2 separate regions of the Chanodichthys erythropterus genome follow, and region 1 is linked to region 2. A link is a contact called in public Hi-C data. All regions are on one chromosome and are shown on one strand. Each heading gives the region's core, a stretch centred on a gene start, on an enhancer-like site or on the middle of the called end of the contact. The rest is flanking DNA. Distances are from core to core; before and after follow the strand shown. Region 1 holds the start of lsm6 (LSM6 homolog, U6 small nuclear RNA and mRNA degradation associated). Region 2 holds the start of mmaa (metabolism of cobalamin associated A).

Evidence for each region. A called contact is a pair of places that touch in the nucleus more often than the background predicts.
Region 1: a Hi-C map of an unstated tissue shows a contact between it and region 2, with 5 times the contacts expected there. The contact joins the promoter of lsm6 here to the promoter of mmaa in region 2. A contact is called at or near these places in 2 of 2 Hi-C or Micro-C datasets (muscle and an unstated tissue).

What each region holds. Positions count from the first base shown.
Region 1 is chr12:30,688,117-30,692,663 of ASM2448905v1, reverse strand. lsm6 (LSM6 homolog, U6 small nuclear RNA and mRNA degradation associated) reads right to left here and starts at 3,081. Exons shown (of 4, transcript XM_067403537.1): 1 at 2,951-3,081; 2 at 2,431-2,529; 3 at 896-1,009; 4 at 1-677. The coding sequence starts at 2,524. The coding sequence ends at 643.
Region 2 is chr12:30,550,106-30,554,262 of ASM2448905v1, reverse strand. mmaa (metabolism of cobalamin associated A) reads right to left here and starts at 1,902. Exons shown (of 7, transcript XM_067403373.1): 1 at 1,763-1,902; 2 at 575-991; 3 at 351-473. The coding sequence starts at 962.

The sequences.
Region 1 (4,547 bases), core at 1,832-4,331, 140 kb before region 2:
ATACACAGAGAAAAGAAATAAGTGTCCAAGCATGCAGTACCCACATGAAAATAAAGCACTAGTGAATCCAATCAGCTCATTTGGAACTTAATGAATCACCATATGTTTATCTTTTTTCTTTTTTTTTTACCTTCGCCTAATGAAGTATCATAGTGCCAGGATTGTTTGTAAATTTATTAGGGCATCCTAATGTACACAGAAAGGTTAGAAAGGGGCAGACAACACCAGCCCAAGCAGATCAGGGTTCAAAAACTATTGATTCATTTGAAAACAAAGAACATTACCATGAAATAGAGGGCTGTAGTAGACCAAATGCGAAACAGAAGGTATATTAAAGCAGCAGTGAATATGAAATATGTAGATAAAGGTGCCTTGAACAACCTCCAAGTCTTGAAAGTGCTAATTAGCAATTCCTTATGACTGAATTATCACTATTTAAATATTCATAGAACAGATAAATCAGGAAAACACAAAATCTGTTGTTGAAAAACAAACAATTTACTGCACCACACTGCAGGACACCACATTTTGTGTTACAAAACATGAAATAAACTTAGACATTATTGTCAGCTAACAAAGGATTATGAATATCAACAGTAAACAATTCACTTAACAATGAATAAAGAAACAAGTTAAATGGCTTCACATCTTCCTCTTCTGGGTGCTGATGTATAACACTAGAGGACAAAGAAAACAAAATGAACTTTGGTATTTATATGAAAAAACATCTAAAGAAAAGTGAAAGTTTTGAGAACGTGCACACAGACAGACAGCTTTGGAAACTGCATTACTGTTACGAACACACTGGGTCTGCTTAGGTAGCTCTCAATAACAGAAAACACTATGAAAACAAATAAGGAAACAGCACTAACACTAGAAAACAAACATTACGTACCATTGTTTCCTCTGAGAAATGCATCTCCATACTTGTTCTTCAGCTGGCCATTGACATACTCCTCTGTCTGTTCCACAGCGATATTCATGTAGCCATCAAGGCAGGCCAGCACTCCTGTGGGCAAGACATGACGTCACTTCATTCAAATGTGCCTTTTTGGAGAATTTTTGCAGAAGATCAGGGGCGCAGGCAGAACTTGGTGCACTTACACACCTGCTCCAGATTAGAAAAAATTTAAACTGAGTTGATGTGGCTTGAGGGAAATATTTCTTTCCATAGGTGCCAGACGTCATGAGCTTGAATGTAGTCAAATGAACATACATTTTTACATAAACCATTACCATCTTTTACATCAAAGCTGAATCTGTTATTCAGTGGATATATATCAGTAACAGTGGAAGATTTATTTTGGACACGTCAAGCAGTGTCTGTGACAGCTATACAGAGTAGCATTCCTTTCTTTTTTTCTTTAATTTATGACCAGGTCCACCGCTTACTAGAGCAGTTGTTCTCAGAAAGCTTCCAAGGGGGCTCAAGATGAATTTAAATTATTTAAAATAAGCTTAGCATTAAATAAACAAATAAGATTTCACCCCTTCAACAGGGTTCCCATATGAGGTAGCCTAATTTTAAAAGTGTGATTTCTAAACTTGTAAACATCATGTGAAGTAAAATGTAATAACTCCATGGGCATTTTTATAGTAAATATACATTTTTTTCTAGTTATATCACGCTCTAAAATATCTAATATATTCCATAAGGTAGAAATAAAAAAAATAATTTTTATATTTTTAAAAACCCTTATTATATCCAGTAAATCACTGGAAACAAAAATCATGGGGTCTTTGAATATTGTGGTACAGAATAGATTGCCTTAGAGTAAAAAAGGTTTAAACTACTGTACAACTAGTAAAGGGAGAATTCAGACAATGAAAGCCACTTTGGTAAAGTTGGTTTTATATTCGCACATTCGGACTTCTGATAAATTCAGACTTTCCAATAAATGTGCAATAAATTAATGTTTGCAAATTTTAACCAGCGACATGATATTGACAACCAACGATTGTCAACTTACAACATTTTTCACAGTCGATCAAAATAGGCAAGTATTGTTTTAATGGCATATTTACCTGTGAATGTCCACTGAATGTCCAATGTAGTGTCATTAACAAGGCTATTGAATACGGATGTCCGAATGTGCGAATATAAAACCAACTTTACCAAAGTATGAAAGCCTTGGATCAAGAACAGGATAGGTCAGCAGTCATATTTAAAAAGGATGCAACAGAAAATATATAAAGAAATTACACTGATATAAGGTAATTATGTCGTCTTCTCCCCTATATTACTAGATTTATCAGCACACAAGTGTATTTTATTATCTACAACATTATGAACATAATCCAGGTATTTTTACTATCTCTGAGTTAGCCCCTGCCTTCTTGCACGCTGGTCCCATTAACTTGAAACCAAACCTACAGCCTTGATTAAAGAAATATAACTCTGATAAAACAAAGACATGTTTCTACTTGTACCTCTGTAATCAACACCAGAGTTCAGCTTCACCACCACTGGTCTCCCAATGATCTGCTTCAGGAAATCACTTGGTGTCTGCTTCCGGAGACTCATTTTCTCTGAAAATATAGAGAAAAATGTAGATTATAAATTAGTACCTGACATTACAATATCACAGATACAAGAGACTGTACGCTGCCTGCACTGTTAACAAAGATGAGTGTAACACCGTAAAAAGAAGAGCTTCGAAACATTAGTTTATCGCTTACTGACTAAACTGAACACATTTTTAATGAACCAGTCAACGAATGATTTAAAGCACAGCAGTGTGCAGAGGTTTGGCTGTTTATCATGTTCTGAACATCACCGGTGTACATTTAGCACGAGCGGCTAACTTAGCCTGCTAGCATTACAATCCAATGTGGAGAACAATCAACACATTATACATGTCACGCGCTACAGTAATGAGATCCATTTATACCCCCGCAAAGGTCAAGTACAAATGTTTATTTAAAGAAAATAAACTATTCATTCACTTACCTTATTTGTTTTACAACGTTTGCCGCACGTTTCAACTGACTGACTGACTCTTGACCAATGAACTGAAGCGCTTATTCTATTTCCATGGTGTTTACACCGCGCAGCCAATCAGATGCTTCGATCAAAATCCAGCGTACGGAAGCCGCCGAGGAAGCATTTTCTCCTTTGATAAATAATACGTAGGGAGGAAACGAGCCAAATCGACGGTGGCAGTGAAGACTGGGAAGCTTAGCTTTTGTTGTCTAGGAAATTAGATGGATGGATGGATAGATAGATAGATAGATAGATAGATAGATAGATAGATAGATAGATAGATAGATAGATAGATAGATAGATAGATAGATAGATAGATAGATAGATAGATAGATAGATAGATAGATAGATAGATAGATAGATAGATAGATAGATAGATAGACTGTCAAAAACGATGTTAATTAATAACACATTTTTGTGTTATTTTTTTAGACACGTTTTGTGTCATTTTGTGTACCTAATTGACAAAAATTGTGTAAATATAACAGAGTGTGTAGAAAATGAACAGGAACTAACACATGGTTGAGATAAAAGTAACACAAAATATGTTGTCCTAAACTAGACACACAGGTGTGTTAAGATATAACAGGTTGCGTTGTTTTTAACACATCTAGATAGATAGACAGACAGATAGATAGATAGATAGATAGATAGATAGATAGATAGATAGATAGATAGATAGATAGATAGATAGATAGATAGATAGATAGATAGATAGATAGATAGATAGATAGATAGACTGTCAAAAACGATGTTAATTAATAACACATTTTTGTGTTATTTTTTTAGACACGTTTTGTGTCATTTTGTGTACCTAATTGACAAAAATTGTGTAAATATAACAGAGTGTGTAGAAAATGAACAGGAACTAACACATGGTTGAGATAAAAGTAACACAAAATATGTTGTCCTAAACTAGACACACAGGTGTGTTAAGATATAACAGGTTGCGTTGTTTTTAACACATCTAGATAGATAGACAGACAGATAGATAGATAGATAGATAGATAGATAGATAGATAGATAGATAGATAGATAGATAGATAGATAGATAGATAGATAGATAGATAGATAGATAGATAGATAGATAGATAGATAGATAGATAGATAGATAGATAGATAATGCACACAATTATACTGTAAAAACAAGAAGCTTAAAAGAAAATATTGTTTAGGGCTGTATACACTGTAAGCCAACTGTGTAGAGATAGCAGAGGTCCTGGTAAACAAATGTTTTGCTTACATTCCCATTACGTTATAAATACGTTATTTCTAAATGTTCTCTGAATGTTCAGTTTTTTAAAAGGTTTTTATTTTCCTTGGTTATGCGAACATATAAGAGAAAATTCCGTTTTAACATGAAACAAGTAATAACATTTTTCAAAAAAAATTATGCCCTTCCAACTAAAAGGTTTGAAAAAAGAAAAGAAAAAAAACATTCCATGAAACATATTTTTTGTGCTAACGTTTTGAGAACATTATTAAAGGCCAGAATGGAGGAATGTCTATTCATAACTTTGAGAAAACCTTGGTAAAATGTTTCCGAGAACATTCCCTGTTAGCT
Region 2 (4,157 bases), core at 653-3,152:
AGCCTATTAGAATGATTTCTGAAGGATCATGGGACATTGAAGACTGGGTTAATTGCTGCTGATAAATTATATTTTAAAATATATTAAAACAGTAAAATGTTTTTTACATTTTAAATTGCAATAATGTTTCACAATATTACTTTATTTTTTTAACTGTTCTACAGTATTTTTGATCAAATAAATGCCACCTTGGTGACCATAAGACTTTTTTTTTTTTTTAAATAAAAATTATTTATTTAAATTTATTTTTTGCAGATTAAACAAGCTAATATATGGAATGTATCAGCAAGATAAAATTGGCTCTATCATCTTCAGGTAAGTGTGTTTCGGACATTTGAGTGTCTGTTCACCTCCAGTTGTGCATGAGGAAGGATCCACAGCCAGAACGGACACTTTATGTCCTCTTCCTGTCAGCATCTTCCCAATGACCTCAATGAATGAAGACTTTCCAGCACCAGGGGGACCAGACAGTCCTGAAGTCACACGTACAGACAGGTGATTGAGGATTGAGGGCATTCATGCAAACAGCAACACGGTTCAGTTTCACTCCCATAGTTCACATCACCTTACTGACCAACTCTGAAGGCCACTGGCTTTCCACCATTGCGTCTCTCCTGCTCCGGACGGAATGCCAGCACTCTTTGAAGCAGAACCTGGGATAACTCTTTCTTCCTCGGATGCTGGGTTTCTACAAGGGTTATAGATTCAGCAAGAGCTGCCCTTTGACCCCCGATAAGTCCATCATAAAGCTTGGTCAGTAGTCTTTTCTCCCTGTCAGTCAAGTCTGAAATGTGTTGGCTTATGGCAGTCTCTGCTGAAACAGATCTCGTCTGTTGGAGGGTGCAGAGGGAAGCATAGCTTACAGTACGCTTACAAAGGGAATGTCTTAAAGCCATTGTACTGTATATAGGAAAAAGAGCAGCAACATGATGAAAAATAGGAGAAACTGTAGTCAGACCCATCTTCCTTTTTCTGTTGAGTAGAACTTATTCTGTCAAAACAGCAAAGAATATTTATGTGAATATCTTTCAAGCATAAACCTCACAATTGGTGAACATTACAGCCTCATTTAAATTTACCATGGTACTAACCATAGTCTACGCAAAATATAATTTCCATAAAGAATGTACAAAATAGAGCTTGAAAGTCTTTTTTATATATATATAAAATAATTGGTTATTGAAAGGAGGTGTTTAACCTCTAAGGAATTAAGTAATTATATCATATGAGCTTCTTTTCTACAAGGTAACATTGTAACCATAACCAATATGGAAAATAGTTTAAAACACTTATTTGTATGACTATTTTATTATTATTCTTTATCAATAAACAAACAATAAAATATAAAATATGCAATTATGGCAAACAACAGACTCGCAAACTCGCTGTCACTCATTAGGCTAGTTTGGGACCAAATGTTTGTAGTTACTGATAAATGTATACAGCATAAGTTAAAGAGAAATGATTGGTCACTTCAAGTTTTGGTCAATTTAACTGACTAACATTTTAATAGTTACTACAGTAAGCCTGCTATAATAACATTGTGGTCATTTGGTATTAGCCACTACATAATTACAGAGATTAAACAAAATTCTGAAAGCTTATGACAATGTAGAAATGCCATCATAGTATATTCAGCTGATCTCTGTTACTAACCAATTACGTTAGTTCACATCAGTTCATAATTCATTTCAGACCAACCATAGAAATCAGACAAGACAACTGACTGGCAATCTGGAATAGAAAACAGCATAGATCAAACCTCATCGAGTTTCCTGAAACCGTCCGTTTATCGTCATTTGGACAGATTGCTTAATAAGGTTAATCTTTAGTCATGCATTTCATGGATTCCCAAAATCATGTTGACACTATCACCAACACTGCTGAGGTCGTGCAAGTGAGGGACGTCAATGTTCTTTAAAATAAAAGTTTCCCTCTTCAAAATAAAAGTCCCTATTCGCGTAGGTATAAATTGAACTTAATACTATTCAAATGTTCTTTAAATAAACATAATAGGTGATGATTATGTTGTCTTTGAATAAGCTGTGACAGCAGCCAAGTTGTAGTCAGCTGTGATTAAACAAAATGGTTTATATTTTGTATTTGCTGTGTGGTAACGTATATTCAACAACGAGCTCAGTTTATTTGTGAAACTTGAAACTCTGGTATAGCAGTTGGATTTTTCTTGTGTAAAGAGTGAGAAAAGTCTTATATCTAAATAAGCAGTATTACTTTCATCTCTGCAGTGATGGAATGGCAGGTAGGGCTACACTGATGTTTTATATGCTATATTTATTTAGTATGTCATACTCGTGGGAAGAGTTTCCCTTGTTTTCATAGCCAACTCATTCATTTTACTATAAAACAAATCCTACATAACCATAAAATCCTATGATTTAATGTCATTTATTTTTAAGAATGAGCATAATATAAAATAATATTAAAATAAATAATAATGTATGGTCATTTGTCATATACCAACACATAGGACAATATTATCTTGTTCTAGTTTTTACAGTAAGTCAGGCAATCGAACTGTGATCCTGTACTGTACCCTGTTGCACGTCCTGATATTGCTGAGTTATTAGATGTGTTCCTGGGTGAACATATTTTGTTGATCCTGAAACAACATTCCAGTCTAGAAATGTAGTCTTAACTCTATTCCTACCCCTAAACTTAACCCCACCCATAAATTATCACAAAAATCAGAGGGAAATGATAGATGAATAACACTGATGTAGAAGCACCAATTCATGATTTTAAGCCTAAACTTGACATAATCTGTAAACTTGTCCCTCAAATCTGATTGGTTGATTTGAATGTTGCTCCAGGATCAACAAAGATGTTGACCCAGGAACATGTTGAACTCAGCAAAATCAGGTTATGCTTCCCTGTCCAGATACCATAAGATGTCTGCCGCCCTCATGTGGCCATGAGAGAAAAACGCAACCAGTAATCATCTAATGTCCAGTGAGCCTTTTCAATAAACCAAAAAGAGAGCGAGGATGAGGAAAATATATATTGAAAATTGTAACTTGACTATGTAATGTATGTATTTTGAGGACTGTTAGAAACATAATATGCATTAAAAAACTGAGAAACCCAGTAAAGTACAAGACAAAATATTATTAGAGATAAGCATAACTACTACAATTAGATTATAATAGACTACAAATAGTATTATCATGGACCCAAACTGACTGCATCTCACTAATTAAATAGTTTTAAGACAAAAATGCTTTAATTTATTAATTCATTTATTAAGTTTTCTTAAGCAGTGGTTTTGTATGTTATTTTGAAAAACAAAGTAGCGTTGTTGTAGCCTATGCAAGATTATTTAACATTCGTTCAGGAATTCAGGGAAATATAAGCTTCATTCTCTAAAAGCATTTATGTTTTGATGAAAACAAATGTAAGTTTCTCTTTTCAAATAATTTGTACAGTGTCTTAAGTTTGTTTACAAACAATATAAGTAATGAACTCAATCAGTAACTACAAAAACAAAGGCATACTAGAAACCAAGGAAACAGGAACTAAACAGAAGGAGCTTGAACACAGGTACAACAGGAAGAATCAAAATAAGAGTCCCACAATCAAACTTTTTTTAGGGTAAAATGTTTATGTACAGTATAAAGGACATTTTATGTTTTAGGTGATGTAATGGTAACATTTATTTGAGTTTTTTATTTAGTACAAATATTCCATATAGTTAGCCTATTAAAACAAGGTCATTGAAACTACTTGAATAATAAAGCGTAAAAGTCACCAGCACTCTGCTAACAAATGCTCTAATGGAGGAAAGGGCAAACATTCCCACAGAAACACTACAAAATCTTCTGGAAAGCTGTTTTAGATGCAAAGGGGTACCAACTATGTATATCCACAAAAACTTACTTGTCTGCTGAGGATTAATAACTTGAATGATATGATATTAATTACATTTTTTGTGTAAAAACATGGAATACATTAAAATTGTAATTAGACTGCTCTCTATGTCTCCTCTCATTCTCTGTTTTCAATTTTATATTAATGTTAATCAAAGACTGCTAACAATTTTTTTAATAGACAGGCTGCCTGACAAAAATTTGAGGAAATATATATTATATATTATGGTCTTGCAGCGCCCCCTGCAACAATCTCTTTTCGGAGAGCTGTGG